2 separate regions of the Sus scrofa genome follow, and region 2 is linked to region 1. The links are chromatin contacts, called in public HiChIP or PLAC-seq maps. All regions are on one chromosome and are shown on one strand. Each heading gives the region's core, a stretch centred on a gene start, on an enhancer-like site or on the middle of the called end of the contact. The rest is flanking DNA. Distances are from core to core; before and after follow the strand shown.

The links. HiChIP or PLAC-seq counts read pairs in DNA pulled down with a chosen protein or histone mark.
Region 2: a contact with region 1 is called in an H3K27ac HiChIP or PLAC-seq map of alveolar macrophages. The contact joins the promoter of NMT1 here to the promoter of HEXIM1 in region 1. A contact is called at or near these places in 4 of 47 Hi-C or Micro-C datasets (heart right ventricle, liver and skeletal muscle) and 2 of 2 datasets of contacts at active chromatin or transcription factors (alveolar macrophages and skeletal muscle).

What each region holds. Positions count from the first base shown.
Region 1 is chr12:18,268,339-18,272,559 of Sscrofa11.1, forward strand. HEXIM1 (protein HEXIM1) reads right to left here and starts at 1,751. Exons shown (of 1, transcript XM_003131323.5): 1 at 1-1,751. The coding sequence starts at 113. It also overlaps a transcript of ACBD4 not described here.
Region 2 is chr12:18,335,416-18,339,636 of Sscrofa11.1, forward strand. It overlaps NMT1 (glycylpeptide N-tetradecanoyltransferase 1), which reads right to left and starts at 2,011. Exons shown (of 12, transcript XR_002337086.1): 1 at 1,875-2,011. It overlaps DCAKD (dephospho-CoA kinase domain-containing protein), which reads left to right and starts at 2,239. Exons shown (of 5, transcript XM_005668727.3): 1 at 2,239-2,430.

The DNA.
Region 1 (4,221 bases), core at 501-3,000:
TCCTCCGCGCCTGGGGGGCGATCGGGGTTCCGCTCTTCATGTACAGCAGCGGCACCTGTACAGTTGCTAGTTTGAGGCTGGTGCTGATACTCTGACAAGAGTGGCTCATCCATGGCTAATAGAATCCTCTTCTCGAAGTTTGAAGAATTTTGGCTGTTAAGTCCTTAAAGAAAAAAAAGGTTTTTCTTTTCTTTTCAAAAATGTCCAACACAGTCCTCTTCGGTCTGTAATTCCTGCAGTGATGCCTTTAGCCAGTCCTTCTGTCAGCAAACTCCAACTGCAACTTGGGGAGTTCAAGTCAGTAAAGGGTTAAGCGCTCACAGCGCGGCCAGCTAGCGCGTCCAAGGGGGTGCAGCAGCAAAACAGTACGTAATGTGCAGAGGGGGTGGGCCTCAAGCCTCCCCGCAGCGCGCCCCGCTATCGAGGAGTTGGTGGGCAACGAGATGTTAAATCCAACGGGTTAAACCCAGCCCCGAAAGGGTTAAAACTACCCGATGACGCTGACTCCGAGGGGCTGGATCCACAAAGGGTTAAATCCCCTGCCGCAGAGCCCACAAGGGGTTAAAGTCCCAGAGCCACCTCCTCCCACTTCCACGGGTGTCGCTCCAACCCGGGCTCCCAGTTCCCTAGGCCCGGCCGGAGCCTCAACCGAGGACAGACAAACTCATCTCCCCTTTGGCTCGATGCTCTGCTCAGCTCAGTTCTCCTCCGCCTCCTCCTCTTTTTCCTCCCGCCCTCCTCCCCCTTCCGACAGCTCCTCTTCCGCCTCCTCCCCCGACTTCCCCTCCCAACCTGCCTCTCCACCTGCCAACTTCCAACTGCTGCCTCCCAGCCCGCTGCGCCCCTTTTATATAGAAGCCGGGCTGCCCCGCCTATGCGCATGCGTAACGGAGTCCCCATCCCTGGAAGCTGGGAGTCGTAGTTCCCATCTTTCAGGCCCGCCATCCTCGCGCGCCGTGCGACGTAGCCAATCCCAGGACGCGTAGGGGGCGTCTTCCAGGCCGTCTCCTTCCATCGCTTATCGCTCGCTAGAGAAACGTGGGTCACCATTGGCCAAGAGGCCCACGTCTCGCTGAGGAAGGAAGGCCAATCGCAGAGAAGATGGGGCGGGTTCTGGACCATACCATTCTGCTTCGGGAATACGAGAAGATTCCATGGCTATGAGGGCCCACACAGAATATTTTTATGAAAAGGTGCGTCTTAAAGGCTTTTTTCGTATTCTGTCCTCAGCGGAAAGGTTCTGAAGGTCATAAACATGTGTTAACTAAAGCAGGAATGGTTTACTCCTAAAAAATAGTCCCTAAAGTGCAAAAGAGGGTTAAATTCTATAAAGAGAGATATTGGCCCAAGGCTAATAAGTCTTAGATTCCTAAGATTACAAGAATGGCTTCAGAGTGTGTAGCTAGTGACTGGGATTGACATTTGCGGAAGGATATTGTGAACACAATTTGTGTTTTTTAAAAAAGCGCATGAAGAGGTAAACAAATGAAGAATAAAAAGTGCCGCCTTAAAGGGACAGTGTGACCGCAATCTCGGACTAGGCCTCCAAAGATGAGAAGGCAGGTTCGAGTCCTGGGTGACGTCCACCTTCGGACTGGCCTTGGGGTTCTTGGCCGAAAGTGGCGGAGTCCCAGCCCCAGCGTGGTTTTTTTCAGGACTGCCGCCGCCCCAGGAGCCAGTGCAAAATGGTGGGCCGTGACCGAGTCTCTAGCCTGAGCGGGGGAAACGCTGGGTGTGCATGCTGTCCGGCCCGGGGCGGGAAGGCCTTGCCCCTGCCCCCTCCCCCCTTCCCCCGTCCCCGGGGCCTCAGGTTCTTTGGAAGAAAATGGCCTCCTGAGGCCTTCTTGGTCTCTTCACTTGGGAACCGACCAGGAAATGCCCAGATAGAAGAGTGCAGGGCGGCTGATGAGCTGCTTTCTTGGGGGGAGGGGTTTGAAATTAATAAAGAGTTGAAATAATCAATCCTGGCTACGCAGAGAGAGAGAGAGCAAAAGAGCCACCAAGGCTCTTCGTCAGTGGGCGCTAGGCAACACCCTGAGGAAAGCAGAGCCAGAGGCTCCCCCAGGAGGAAGTCTTGCCCAGAAATGGGGGCAGGGGGATTCTGGCCCAGAACTATGGGCAGATTCATGGGGGTGGGAGGGACATACTCTCCTTGGGAAAGTTCTCCAGATTCCAAGCTCCCGCCCAAAAGATAGGGCCCAGAAGTAGCCCAAACTCTGTTCAAATCACTTAAGCCTCTCTGTAATCTCAGTTGGCCATACACTCAGTGACCCATTCCTACTATTTCTTACTTACAGCCTTGTCTTATATTCCAGCTGCTTTCCACTGCACAACGTTCTTTTACACACAGAACCATTTGCTCCACCACAGCCCTGCGGGTTAGGCAGAGTAGGGATTATTGTCTCTATTTTAGAGATAAGAAACCTCTTTAATGCTCAGAAATTAAGTGATCTGTCCAGGGTCACATGACAACTAAGTGGCAGTTTAGGCCAGAGCAAAGGTCTTTGTGACCCCGTACCATTTTTCTTTGTCACAGACACAAAACTCTTTTTTTTCGTATGAACTCTGGATTTAGTTCCTTTTTTTCTTTTGCACCTGCAGCATATGGAAGTTCCCGGGCCAGAGGTCCAATCAGAGCTGCAGTTGGGGCCCACGCCACAGCAACACCAAATCTGAGCCACCTCTGCAAACTAAGCTGCAGCTTGCGGCAATACTGGATCCTTAAACCACTGAGTGAGGCCAGGGATTGAACCCACATCTTCACAGAGAGGTACGGTCCTTAACCCACTGAGCCACAACAGGAACTCCTGGATTTAGTTCCTTTTCATCCCCAACAGCTTCAGCCTAATTTAGGCTCTTATTTCTTCCTTTGGCAATGATTTGATAAGAGAGCACAATGATGAATAAAGTATCATCCTTGCTACTCAGGGACTGTTTGGAGAGACGACCCAACCACAGTAAGCCAGAATAGCAAGTGAAGAAAATCCTGGTGGGAGTTTATGAGCCAAATTGCTTAGGAGTTGAGAATTGTGGACAGATTTCATGCAGGAGATGACTTCTTGGCCGTCTTTGAGTAGCATGAAGTAGGGCATTCTACAAAGCACATGCAACTTGTCCAAAGAAAGGACCTGTCTGGAGACTCGGGAGCTGTCCTTGGGGAAGCGATGACGGGCACGCCCAAAGGGAAAAGGCAAGCAACAGTGCCCCTGGGGCACCTCCAGATGTTTTGAAATTGAACATCCTAGCCTGTTTCCCTGAGCTTCCAAGAACTCTGAAAAGCCTGCCCCTCCTCTGTGCTGCTCATCAGTCGCAGGTGCCCTGAGAGCAAGAACTGCCCCTCATACTGGGAGCGCCCTGAGGTAAAGGGATTTTGCAGAGAACTCCACAGTCACAGTTTCAGACACCAGAGGACGCCTGGCTATCCTCAGTCAGGGGCTTTGGAAGGTACAGCTGAGCCCAGCCTGGTCTACTGGATAGGGCTCAGCTGCATGGGCTCATTTGTCCTATTAGGGGAGGCGTGGCCAGACTCATGGGTTGTGGAATTCCAGAATTCTATGAAACAAGAGGCCAGGCACCCTGCTATTAGCTGAGGTTTAACTCTTCGCCAGGCATTTTACATGTCCTGCTCATATAAACCCCTGGACTGCCTTTACAACGAAGAGATCCTCGTCGTTATTCCACAAATAAGGTGACCCAGGCTCAGAGCAGTTAAGAGTCTTGCCCAGGTCACACAGCTAGTAAGTGCAAGTGGTGGAGCTGGCTTCCGCCCCAGGCCCGCATCCCCAGCACCAGCCTGGACCCTCTCTCCCTCCCCTTCAGATGTCCATCTTCACACAGGGGTTAACTCAAAATGCTGGAACCAGAGCAGCCCACAGCAGCTGGTGGCCCCCAGGGGTCTGTGCTCACTCGGGGAGGGGCGGGGACGAAGCTCCTGCAGGCCTTGGCCTTCCAGAAAGTTCCCTGGGCGCGGGAGAGGACTCTGGAAGCGAGCAGCCTAGGAGGGGGAAACAGGCAGTGGGCACTTACGGGGCCAGGGTCTCAGGTCCCTGGCCCTGCGCCGCGCGCGCGCGCGCGCGGCGCAGGGAGCAGCCGCCCTTCCTTCGGGCCGGGAAGAAGCCTGTGCCCAAGCCCCGCTGGACTCCTCCGGCCGCCCCCAGCTCACCGGTCCCCCGCACCCCTGTCCCCGACGGGAAGAGGGGCAGGGACGCAGCCTCGGCCCCA
Region 2 (4,221 bases), core at 761-3,260, 67 kb after region 1:
AAAATGATGCCTCCAACCCAGATTCTAAGTGCCAGAACTAGATTCTGCCCTCCAGACTGGGTCCTCTGTTTTTCATCTGCCATCTCCAAAATCATTTATACAGATCTCTAGACCCAGATGCCAATAAAGTGAATGTGTTCATCCAGACACAACCGTGTACAACACCACCGCACCTTCAAAGGTTTGCTCAGGTTACCACTTTGTGGTACTATAAATAAAACACTGAACTTTCTGCCAAAGGGTCTCACAGAGTGATTCAAAGATCACAGGGAGTGAAACCAATGAAAGACCTACAGACACTGGTCAAGGCAAAAGTTTACCCCCGAAAACTTTGTGGTACTATAAATAAAACACTGAACTTTCTGCCAAAGGGTCTCACAGAGTGATTCAAAGATCACAGGGAGTGAAACCAATGAAAGACCTACAGACACTGGTCAAGGCAAAAGTTTACCCCCGAAAACAAAAAGCAGCTACAGATGGCAAAGGTGAAGCCGTACTTTCACTTCTGAAATGAATTTCGAATTCACCAATTCCCACGTGTGATTGGGATTTCTACTCAGAAGGGCTGCACTTTCCCTCCTTCCTGTTCCTACTTCCTCCTTCTCAGGAATCTCAAACTTCGAAACAAGGCTTTTACTACATTAGATCTGTGTGCCAAAGAACACAGTCTCATAAAAACCAAATTTGACAAGTTTCCTTTCCACCTACATTCTTGTGATTTTCAATGTCGAATGAAGAACACAAAATTAGATCTTTTAACCTAAGCATTCATCGCAAGCAGTTTATAACGACTTAAACAAGTCTTTGTTCTCCCATTGCCTCAAGGTAGCAGAATTTCTCTTAAGTTTATCCACGATCTCAACCTTCTACCTCTTACCTCCACCTCCAGGACTACCACCAACCAATACTGCAAATGTCAGGATGGCTATGAAAATTAGACTACCACATACTCAACCAAAGTTATACATCCAAAACAGTCTCTCACGACTTTCCGTTAGAAAACCTACATGTGAACATAGATAGGGAGAGTGAGGCGTTAGCGCCAGCCACTGTAACAATATGGAGAAAGAGAAACGATAGGGTGTGGCTTACAAGAGCGAAAACTGATTTGGAAGCTCACCAGGCAACCGCCTGATACATTTCTTCCACCCCAGGAACAGTTACCATTGAGGCAAAATCCTAAGTACAGTATTAAGCCACTTCTAAACAGTGTCCAAGGAAGCACCGTCAATGTCTTAAAGCTCGAGGCTACTTCACAAAGTTAACTGAGCAAAGACCTAATTACACACTACTTACGAAACATGGATTATTTGGAGCAACGGACACTATATCTATCCAAACATTATCATATAGTAATTACGTAGGATTTATAAGGTGAGTTTCTATCTTGGGATTCTCTAGGAGTGCTACTTTACAACATAATTATGGTTGGTAAAGCCTGATGAATTTCCTCATCGAAAGTGAACTGCCGTGAAACGTTTTATTATTCATTTACTGCTAATCACGCTGTTCACACAACACCTCTACAAAGTAACGTTCCTTTTGAACTGCACTGTTGGATTGACCAGTGTTGTGCCATCAAAGACCATCGCTCAACGTGCTTTTTTCCCGGACAAGCCTCAGCCACACGGGTACAACACTACACAGAACTTTTATATAATAAAAGTACTGAATGTCTTTGGGCCTTAATATACTGAGCACCCACCACCTGAAAAATGACAAAGACAGCAACCAATCGCCAGGCAGGATTCCAATATCTCAGCCAATAAGAATATGGGGGCGGGGCTACACTAAGCTCCCGGTGTCTTCCCCGCACCCCAAAGACCCAGGTTGTGGGGGACTAAACAGGAATTAGACTCCGAGGATCTCGTTACCCCCGGTTGTAGCTGTTGTCCTCCTCGTTCTCGCAATCGCTGCAGTGTTCATGGCCGTTTCCGTTCCCTTCCATCATCTGCGGCAGCGGAGGTGCCGGCGGCTTCACTGCTGTCTCACTCTCGTCCGCCATCTTGAGTTGCGAGAGCCGGCCTCCGCGCCTCGCTACATGGGGGGTTCCTATTGGACGAGAGAAATTTGCGTGATATTCTGGGTATTGTAGTGTTTGTGGCGAAGGTAGCCGTAACTAAGAGCAGCTCACTCGTGGGAAACCGAAACAAGATGGACTACAATACCCAGAAATTAAGAGGTGCGGCTGTCCTGGGTGTGGGACCAGCACTACCCGGAAGTCCTGGGAATTCGGCCGCGCCTGAGGAAAGACCAGCCCAAGCTTAGCTAGGCCCGCGCTCCGCCACCCCGGCGGCCGCGTGGCATGCTGGGAAGTGTAGTTTGATGCAACTTAAGGGTTTCAGACGTTGACCTCAGCCTGCCCTTGCTAGTGTTTGGGCCGCAGGTGAGCTGCTCTTGGCTGCAGTTAAGGACCGTTACCATTCCGGGGTAAGTAAGAGGGCCTGGGTGTGACCCACTGATACCCCGCGTGGAGCCTTCCTCGAGAGATATTACAGCAAGAAGCCAAGTTGGCTCCTGCCGCCTTTCCTTACCCGGGATTCTGTACGGCCCCTGGTCGGTAGTAGCTTAAGGCCTCATGAGAAGCGCTGGATTGTGATGTGCAGAACACTGACCCTGAGCAAGGACATCTGACTTCTCTGTCAGGCCTCGCCGCCTCTTGGCCTGCAGGCACAGGTCTCCACGAAGCTCTTCCGCACACATTCCTTTCATTCTCCGCAGCAACCCTCCACATTCACTGTGGTAAGGCTTTTAGCACAGCTCATGTAATCCTGTTAACAAATCTAGAATGTGGGCGCTATTTCTGTTTTTCAGACAAGAGATGTGGCCCAGGTTGGTTGGTAAATTGCACAGTCACATAGCTAATAAGTGGCAAAGCCAGTATACAGATCTGGATCTGTCTGCCCTTCGGCCCTCTGAATTCTTTACCACCACGAAATCCCCGTCGTCTGATACATCTACCCAAGGAAATGTTATAAGAAAAGGGGAAAAAAAAAAAAAAAAGAAATGTTATAAGAAGGAAATTTTGACATCTTAATCTATTTTTACCCTTGACTGACTGCACCAATCCCTTGGGTCTCACCCCTGTGATTGAGTAATGGCACCTGAGTCTGTTTCTTTGGGGGGAAAGGGGGATTCCTGTGCCATGTTGAAGTTCCTGGGCCTAGGATCGAACCCCAACCCCAGCACTGACCAGAGCCTCCACAGTGACAATGCCGGATTATAAACCCACTGAGCCACCAGGGAACTCCTCACACCTGAATCTTAAGGCAGAGCCCAAAGTCAAGGTTCCCATTCCTGGAGTTCCCGTCGTGGCGCAGTGGTTAACGAATCCAACTAGGAACCATGAGGTTGTGGGTTCGGTCCCTGCCCTTGCTCAGCGGGTTAAGGATCCGGCGTTGCCATGAGCTGTGGTGTAGGTCGCAGACGCGGCTCGGATCCCGCGTTGCTGTGGCTGTGTGGTGTAGGCTGGTGGCTACAGCTCCTATTGGACCCCTAGCCTGGGAACCTCCATATGCTGCCAGAGCGGCCCAAGAAATAGCAAAAGGACAGAAAAGAAAAAAAAAAAGGTTCCCATTCCTAGAGATTTCCCATTCAGGTTGGGTTGTGGGAGGTGGTGAGGGAAAGACAAGTTCTTATCATCAGAGAGCTCCAGTGGCCAAAAAGGGAAATGATCTTTGCCTTTGGGAAATTCTCAGCGTGGGAAGAGGAGTAGAGAGGGAAGAAATAGTTCCCCTCTGACTCAGGGAAACAAAACAAATAAAACAGCTAAATATAGTCAACTCTTGGTTTTAACATCAGTGGCAAGAACTGAAGTAAATATGATCCAAAGCAGCAGAAAACCTCCAATCATTTATATTTGACGTTGGAAGGCACAGACACCCACTCAGGCTGAGAATTGTTACCCACACTCATCTTTCTGGGGTCAGGACTGCTGTCAGCACAATGCCTTAAATGCAGTACAGACAAAAGGAGATCAGAGATAATAATAAAGACTTGCATGTGCTAGATGGATTTAACTTTTTTTTTTTTTTTTTTTTTTTTTTTTTTGCTGCACCTGGGGCATGTAGAAGTTCCCTGGGCTAGGGATCAAACCCCTGCTACAGCAAGGACCAGAGTCGCTGCAGTGACAACAACACTGGATACTTAACCCGCTGTGCTACAAGAGAACTCCTGGATTTAACTTTTCTAGTCATTTCACCTGTTGTAACTCATGAGGGA